Linked DNA regions of Sus scrofa: region 2 is linked to region 1. A link is a contact called in public HiChIP or PLAC-seq data. All regions are on one chromosome and are shown on one strand. Each heading gives the region's core, a stretch centred on a gene start, on an enhancer-like site or on the middle of the called end of the contact. The rest is flanking DNA. Distances are from core to core; before and after follow the strand shown. Region 1 overlaps FAM129A (protein Niban-like). Region 2 overlaps FAM129A (protein Niban-like).

Region 1 (4,484 bases), core at 791-3,290:
TATGATATCGCTTATATGTAAACAGCCTTTTAATATTTATTGACAAGTCAAGAATTCATTAGATGCATTGATTTTAGATGTCTGAGGCACATAGTTTTTCTCTGTGGTTAAATTATATCAAAACAATAGAAACACCTTTCCTGCGTCTATTTAAGAAGTCTTTTATATCCTTAGAGTAAGTTCTTTTATCTTTTTTTTTTTTTTTTTTTGGTCTTTTTGTCCTTTTAGAGCTGCACCTGTGGCATATGGAAGTTCCCAGGCTAGGGGTCGAATTGGAGCTGTAGCTGCCAGCCTACACCAAAGCCACAGCAATGCGGGATACGAGCCGCATCTGCAACCTACACCACAGCTCACGGCAATGCCAGATCCTTAACCCACTGAGCAAGGCCGGGGATTGAACCGATAACCTTAGGGTTCTTAGTTGGATTCATTGCTGCTGCGCCTTGATGGGAATTCCTATCTTTGTATTTTCATCTGGAGCAACACCGTTACAATTCACCCTTGGGTCTCTGGATCTCCAGGAGGAGAGTGTTCTTTCTTGGCTTATTCCTCTTCTTTTCCTGGTAGGTCTTTGCTCACTAACACAGATATGACTTGGTCAGCGAATGAATTATTTTACTCTGGGAGTTTACAAAATACAATTTAGGCACATCTAAGTAATCCTTGGGTTAGTACTCATAAAAGTTATTATTTACAGTTTGGCAATAAAGATTTGCTTAAGTTGGTCATGAATATGTTTTTTGATAACAATAAAAACTGTTATTATTATTTTATTAGAACAAACATCATTCACTTTTAGTTCCAATGAGAGGTTTTCTCTTGTATTTAATAATTCGTGTCACATTTTGTCTGGCCCTCAATCCGCTGACTAATTAAATGAGTGGCTTGGATTAAATGATCCCTATAGTATAGTCGATTATATGATTCTAAACTTTGAGAAGGAAATGAAATTTTTTTTTGTCCTTTTTTTTTTTTTTTAGGGCCACACACATGGCATATGAAAGTTCCCAGGCTAGGGACTGAATCGGAGCTACAGCTGCTGGCCTGCACGACAGCCACAACTCACAGCAACACCAGATCCTTAACCCAGTGAGTGAGGTTAGGGATCGAACCTACATCCTCATGGATACTAGTTGGGTTTGCTACTACTGAGCCATGATGGGAACTCACATGGAAATGAAATTTTAAAAAATTTTAAAGCCAAGCCACAATATACACTCACACACACACACACACACACACACACACACACACACATGCACATGCACACATGTGCATGTAAAATGGTTGAAATCTGAAAAGGTGGCTAGATTGCATCAATGTCAATTTTCTGCTTGTGATATTGTACTATAGTTTTTGCAAGATATCCCCATTAGGGAAAAATGGATGAGGATATATTAGATATCTCTGTATTATTTCTTATAAAAACATGAATCTATAATTATCTCGAAATAGAAAATTAAAAAATAAAACTATAGAGTGTGATAACATGACATTGGAAGCAAATAGGCTTTGCTTGACCACAAATTGGCTTAAACAGATTAGTTAGCCTTTCTTGAAAGTCAGTTTCTTTGTCAGCCTTAAAGTGGGAATATGAATTCCTACCTAATGGGATTATCAGAAAGATTGTACAAGATAATGTGTGTAAATATCCCTAGTAGTTCATGTTCCATGATAGTATTCAATAAATCTTGGTTACTTTTCCCATTGCTGCTTCTCTGCTCTGGAAAAGAAACTAGGACAAGCAGCCTTGCTGCAGCTCTGCTAGAAAAGATGACAGATGACCTGAAGCCGAAGATGGTTTAGAAGTATACCTTAGTGAGATGAACCTCATAGCAGTGTAGTGAGTAATGCTGTTATATAACTTTCACAAGTCACCAGGCAGATCAGCTAACACAGCTTGGCACAGTTTGCTGATAAAATAAAATAACAAGGCAGCTTCCCAACCCATCCCGAGTCAGGGAATCCTAACACAGCAGCCGAAGTCCAAATCCAGAATGACTACATAGGCCTTGGAGCTTTGGCGTTTCAGTTGACTCAGACATGCAGTACATCTATGTAAGTGGAAAAAAACAAAAGCACTTTCTCTCTGGCTGGCCCCCTGAATAACTGCCCCCGAGGGGCCTGGAGAAGCTTTCTTTCCCTTGCAAAAATCCTTAATCATGTCCCCCACATATGAGTTTTCCATGCAGCTGCACAGATGAGAACTAGGGAGAGACTGAGGAAAACAGACACGTCTTGGTGCTGAAGTTGTGATTGTTGAGTGAATGGCCAAGATGTGTCTCCCACACGTCTCCTAAAATGTCTAGAGTTTCCCAGGGCTCTGTCCTCACCCTTGATCTGATGAATGTTTTTGTCAGTGAGTTGGACAGAAACACCGAAGGCAAGCCCACCAAATTTTTGAATGATATCAGCATAAAAAGAGAGTCTGGGGACAGAACTACAATTTTTTTAATGATTTTGGCATGCTCCAGGGCACTAAACTGCTCACAGTAAGTTGTAATTTAATAGGGGTGATGTTGAAGCCTGCACGTCAAAATCAAAAGCAGAGTATAGGTTAGGAAAGGCTTAGATTGACAAGGGTTTTATATGAAAAAGATGTAGAGATTTTATTAGACTATAGGAAAGGCAACAGAATGAGCCAACAGAATGATGTGGCTGCATTTAAAAAAAAAAAAAAAGAGGTTAGGGACCAGAAAAAGGTAAGTGATCTTTCTACTTCATGTAAATTGCACTAGTTAGACAATACTCCTTGTGTGGTATTCAGTCTAAGTCCAAATTTAAGAAAGATATTGACAGATTTGAGTCGGTCACCAAGGGAAGGAAGGAAAAAGGTGGGCCAAGTTTTAAAAATCCAAAAACTGTATTGTCAAAGAATGATTGCAGGAAAATAAGGATACTCAGCTATCTTTTAGTTACCATACAGAAAAAGGGTGAACTTGTCTATTTTGCTCTGAAAGGCAGAAGCAGGACTAATGAGAGTCCATGGAGATAGATTTTGGCTCAGCAGAAGGAAAATTTTTCAAATAATTGCAACAGTTTGGTGACGAAAAAGACTACTTCATTAGATCGTGAGCATCTTTTCACTGGAAACATTTAAGCTAAGGCCAGAGGAGTGTCAGTCTGGGATTCTGAAGACTCCCAGCATTAAACAAGAGCATTGGGTGGGTGACCTTTGAGGTCACTTCTAATTCCCATAGTCTATGATTTAAGTAAGCATGAATGCCAAGGCTGCTTATGACCACTTTTTCAACTCTTGGCTCTGATTCTGACCAGCTGTGTGACCTTCAGCTAAGCAATTAACCATTTCTTCTTCCAGTTTCCTCATCCATCAAACAAAGGAGCTGGATTTAACGATGCCTGAGTTCTCCCCAGTCCACATGCCTCCTTGAGCATCCTTGTAACTATAGCGTGTTGGAAGCGTAGAGTTCGAGCTGATGCCTACCATGTGTTTCTAAGTTATCTTGCAGGGAGAAGGCTTAAAGACCAAAAACCATTGTTGATTCTGGGGGCCACGGAACTAACCTGATTTCTTGTTGGCAGGAGAATGGGTGATTGAGGTCCTGGAATTTGTTCCCATGGGATCTGTGGCAGGAAGCTGGTTAAAGAACTGATGATCTTGTTTCTCTCAAACACCTGTACATTCTGGCTGAGTTCAGCAGTGCCCTTACAAATGGCTTAGAAGAGATGAAGTTCACGTGACCATTGCAATGTAGTTCTGTCTTTTACAAAGCAAACCATTGTTCTTTATTTCCTTAATGCTCTGGCAGTTGCTGTTGAGCTTTGTTTATGACCATGAGAACCAGTATCCACAAAGCAACTTATTATTTGGCAGATATTGTTCTAAAAGTTTTATACAAATTAATTTAATTACTTTATAAGCTGAAAAAAATCTAATGATGAATCAGTGATTAGAGCCTTTTTACCCTACGGTAAAGGAGTAGTTAACGTTCAGTTTAAGTCTGTCTTAATGGTAGAATCCAGAATGCAAATTTGTGCCCTTATTCTTTTAAATTTCATTGCTGATGTTCAGTGTTTGTAATTTCCTTTATGGTCCATTTGATGACTAATACTTTTCTTCTCTGTCTGTATTGAAGTGCTTCATCTTGCACCATTACTACATGCTAGCTTTTCTAGTTCTTTTTTGACTTCTCTCTGACTCCCCCACATCATTCCCCCCAAATCCCATGTCTTCAGTTATTTTTTTTTAAAGATCTTTGAAAAAGCAACCATCAGTGGGAATGTCATCCTTTCTATATGTATAGATATAGATGGTATGGACAGAATTTCAGATGCCTCCTCCAGCTCCTGAGGCCAGCTAGGGAAGAAATAAGTAAATTTATGCTTCTTGTCAGGATGTGAAGAACTTAAAACCTCATTCCCAGGCTTGCGGGTCTGGCAATACTCACAACTAAGTACCACATTTTCTTCCATCGCTCTGTTTCCTTAGGTTGGAAATGAAAACAGCTGTTAAAAATAAGAGC
Region 2 (4,484 bases), core at 736-3,235, 77 kb before region 1:
GACATTCACATTACAAACCAGAGAGAATAGGATAGTTAAATTTGACTCCAATAAACTTAAAAACTTTTGTTCAACACTATAATCAATGGGAAAAGGCAAGCTGGAGGTTGGGGAAAAACACTGCAATGTTTATATCTGAGAAGGATTCACAGTGAAAATTAATAAACATCAGTAAAAAGACGTATGAGGAGTGGGTATGAATTCACAGAATAGGAAATCTGAGAGTTCCTGTCGTGAGTCAGTGGATAATGAATCCAACTAGGAACCATGAGGTTGCGGGTTTGATCCCTGGCCTTTCTCAGTGGGTTAAGGATCCGGCGTTGCCACGAGCTGTGGTATAGGTTGCAGACGTGGTTTGGATCCCGTGTTGCTGTGGCTCTGGTGTAGGCCGGTGGCTACAACTCTGATTAGACCCCTAGCCTGGGAACCTCCATATGCCGCGGGACAGAAAAAAAAAAAAAAAGAGACAAAAAACAAAACAAAATGAAACCTGAATGGCCAATACATGTATGAGAAGATGCTCACTCAATAGTAATCTGGTAAATGTAAATTGGCACCATTTTTCACACATCAACGTAAACATAGATGTGTAAGTGGGGCAATTCCTCGAGTGTCTAAGGATGTGGGAGGAGGAAACGTTCATACTCAGCTAGTGGCATGTGTGTTGTACAGACACTTTGGAGGAAAATTTTGCAATACCAAGTGCAGGTAAAGGTGCTTACATTTTGCCCCAGAATTCTAGACACTCATTCTAGTGACGCTCTTATGTATTTGCACCATAAACACTGCCATCAGCATTGATTATAAGAGCAAAATGAGAGGTCCATCAACAAGGACATAAATAAAGTGTCATATATGTTAGAAGTATGGCTAGCAGTTAAAATGAATAAGCTAGAATTAAATATCATAGATATGTATATAATATAGAATACCTCTCTCTCTGCCATAATATGAGTGAAAAAATCAAGCTACTGAATGACAGGTAGAACCAAGTTTGAAAATATGCACAACAGTGCTATTAGTTTTATATGGATACATATGCATGTAGCAAGAGTCTAAGATGACTTAAAGGAATAGACATCACGTTGAGCGTAGTTTGTGCCTACTAATGCTGAGGGCAGGGTAAAAGGGGGCTATACAACAAATTTTGTTTAAAATTTTTGGGGATAAACATGGGATAATGTTAGAATTTTATTTAAATGGATTGTGGGAATGTATATTGTTCACTTTACTATTCACTATGTTGAAATGGTTCATGATTAAAATACACACATATACAAAACCCTTGTTATTGGTGTTCTGTGATTCAACATGCTTCATGGTTCATTTAAAGTAGGATACAGAGAAGAGACCAGAGGAACTTTGGAAAAGATATTTCAAATATCCTGCAAATGATGGGTTGGTCCATAGCAGTACCTTTGAACCTTGATTTGGTGCAAAACAGATTCTTAGTCAGTAGATAAGAAAATCTACCTAATTAGTGCATTTCCCAGGGAGCTTTATGGTATTAGCCAGCAAAGACTGCTGCTTTAATTGAGACAGTGATGCCACTTAATTGGAACACCTGAATGAGATTAAGGGCTACTCAGATAAGGTCAACTCATTTCCCCTGTGCCCAGAGTGCTCCTGCATCTCTGCCTTCTTGCTGGCAACCTCTGCCAATTGGATGAACCTGAGCCAGATGCTTTGGGTGTCCTTCATAACTCACTTCATGGAATGATTTAAATACCTTTCCATATGTTTCAGAGAGTATTCTGAAACACATTGGCATGCTGATTCTACTGATAAATTTAGAACTCATTACATTGAGGCCCTAGACATTTGCATTGCTTTTAACTTGTTGACCAACAGTTTAATATATAATAAATGAAATAAATTTATAATTATGTTGGAACTCAATAATGTACTTCAGTTGATTATATCTGTATTAGTCAGGCTGAGAGAGAGAGAGTCAGGAGAGATGTTTTAAAAAAAAGAATTGGCTCACACAATCGAGGCCAACAAGTCCCAAGATCTGAGGTCAGCAAATGAGAGATCCAGAAGAGCTGATGGTACAGCTCCAAATTGAAAGTCAGCAGGCTAGAGATCCAGGAAAAGCTGATGTTTCAAAGTCCAGAGGCCAGGAAAGACCAGTTTCCCAGCTCAAGACAGGCAGGAGGAAATTCCCTCTTACTCAGCCTTTTGGTTCAACTTAGGCCTTCAACTGACTGGACAAGGCCCACCAACATAGGGTAATATGATAGTCCATGCTTGACCTATTCAAATACTATTCAAATACTAACCTTGTCCAGAAACCTTCAAAGACACATCCTGAATAATGTTTAAGCATATAAACACCAAAGGACACTAAAATTAACACATTAAATTAACATAACAACATTTTTTTTTTTTTTGTCTTTTTAGGGCCGTACCCATGGCATATGGAGGTTCTCAGGAGAGGGGTTGAATTGGAGCTGTAGCTGCTGGCCTATGCCACAGCCACAGCAAAGTGGGATCCAAGCTGCATCTGTGACCTACACCACAGCTCACAGCAACACCGGATCCTTAATCCACTGAGCAAGGTCAGGGATCAAACCTGCATCCTCATGGATGCCAGTCAGATACGTTTCTGCTGAGCCATGACAGGAACTCCAGCAATGTCTTTTGACCTGAATTTAAGATCATTTCACAAGGCTTCTTGACAAAGTGGTTTCCATTACGAAAATGTACTTACATTCCTCCATTAACAAAAGAAAGTGCTTGAATTCCTCCATAGAAATCAGTGTAGTATTTTTTTGGCCACACTCACAGCACATGGACGTTCCTAGGGCAGGGAGTGAACCCATGCCACAGCAGTGACCTAAGCCACTGCAGTGACAATACCAGATCCTTAACCTGCTGCACCACAAGGGAACTCCCAGGGTATTATTAATGTAGAGGAAAACTCAAAAACATTGACATTAATTTATTAACATTTTCATAACTGTATTATTACCAACTATTTTTGTGCATGGGCCAGTTTCTTGATCCGAAATAGGAGAGGATTGGAAGTGACTGTTATGCGCCCATCCAGCTCTGTGAGTCTGTACTCTTTGGTTTTTTCATCAACATATGGAAATTGGAATGTGGCTGACATTGGCACGTCTGCTGCCACCATGAACACAAGTTGCTTTTGCAGGTGTATCGTGGAAGGTGGTCTCAATTATTTACAGTTCTACCTCATATTTAATTCCCTTGGTGCATATAATGCTAGTTTAGAGTGAGTGAGGCTTGGACTTCAAGCAGTTAATCTTTTCTTTTTTTTAGGGCCACACCTGTGGCATATGGAAGTTCCCAGACTAGGGGTCGAACTGGAGCTGCAGCTGCTGGCCTACACCACAGCTCATGGCAATGACATGTCAGTCATAGCAACACTGGATCCAAGCCACATCTGTGACCTATACTGCAGCTTCTAGCAAGGCCAGATCCTTAACCCACTGAGCGAGGCCAGGGATCGAACCTGCATCCTCACTGACACTGTATTAGGTTCTTAAACCCACTGAGCCACAGCAGGAACTCCTCCCTGAGCAAAGTTAATCTTATGAGGTTCTATCACTTTTATAAAGTGCCATGTGAATTCACATTATGGAAGAGTAATTCTCATAGTAAAAATGGGTGACTTTAAATAAACCAGGTACTAGCTAGATAGTACTGTAGGGAGTTAGGGTGGGTTTTTTCTGTTTCTGTTTTTAGAGAGCATCACATACAATAGCTTTTGGTTAATTTTTTACTAATGCACATTACATAGTCAAAAAATCAGAATGTGACTATGTGATGAGTTTTTGGGGCTGTTCTAGGTCAAACTTTATTAGTGCAGGTGTTTGAGTTGTCATCAAGAAAATTGTATTCAGAGGACTCAGTGTCTGACTGAATCAAGTGGACAGGAGTCAGAACCATTTTGGCAGTTCTGCCATTCTTGTGAGGATAAGTTAGAATGTGCTAAACTAATTTTCACTCATGAGTACTTTATATACCTTGTATATAGTTTCAACAAGTCAGTGGGTCTTCAGTGTGTTGAATAGTTTACAAAGTTTTCCTGGACCTTCCCAAACCGAATAATGTCACCTTTCATTTTCTCTGTCTCTCCCTCTCTCTCTCTCTCTTTTTTTTTTTTTGGCTTTTTAGGGCTGCACCTGTGGTATGTGGAAGTTTCCAGGCTAGGGATCCAATCAGAGCAATAGCTGCCAGCCTATATCACAGCCAATGCAGGATCCAAGCTGCGTCTGCAGCCTACACCACAGCCATGGCATCACCGGATCCTTAACCCACTGAGTGAGGCCAGGGATTGAACATGCAACCTCATGGATACTAGTTGAGTTCTTAACCCACTGAGCCACAAAAGCAACTCCCGCCACCTTTCATTTATTAGCAAAGTCTACTCCTTATTGTTACCCATCTCCCCAGACTAACAAAACACAAGCATATCTGAGCTCCAACACAGTTCTTTTAGACATTTTTGTTTACAT

Evidence for each region. HiChIP or PLAC-seq counts read pairs in DNA pulled down with a chosen protein or histone mark.
Region 2: a contact with region 1 is called in an H3K27ac HiChIP or PLAC-seq map of skeletal muscle. The contact joins two enhancer-like sites. A contact is called at or near these places in 2 of 47 Hi-C or Micro-C datasets (embryonic fibroblasts and skeletal muscle) and 2 of 2 datasets of contacts at active chromatin or transcription factors (alveolar macrophages and skeletal muscle).

The regions. Positions count from the first base shown.
Region 1 is chr9:126,037,892-126,042,375 of Sscrofa11.1, reverse strand. The region is part of intron 5 of FAM129A (protein Niban-like); the gene reads left to right. Among named protein-coding and RNA genes, the nearest start is that of EDEM3, 57 kb to the right of the region's middle. Within about 2 kb of position 2,040, at least 18 of the 83 cell types and tissues checked have an H3K27ac peak or open chromatin away from gene starts, as enhancers often do. A contact at or near this core is called in skeletal muscle, where this site is marked.
Region 2 is chr9:126,114,897-126,119,380 of Sscrofa11.1, reverse strand. All of the region lies in intron 1 of FAM129A (protein Niban-like), which reads left to right. Among named protein-coding and RNA genes, the nearest start is that of FAM129A, 55 kb to the left of the region's middle. Within about 2 kb of position 1,985, at least 2 of the 83 cell types and tissues checked have an H3K27ac peak or open chromatin away from gene starts, as enhancers often do. A contact at or near this core is called in skeletal muscle, where this site is marked.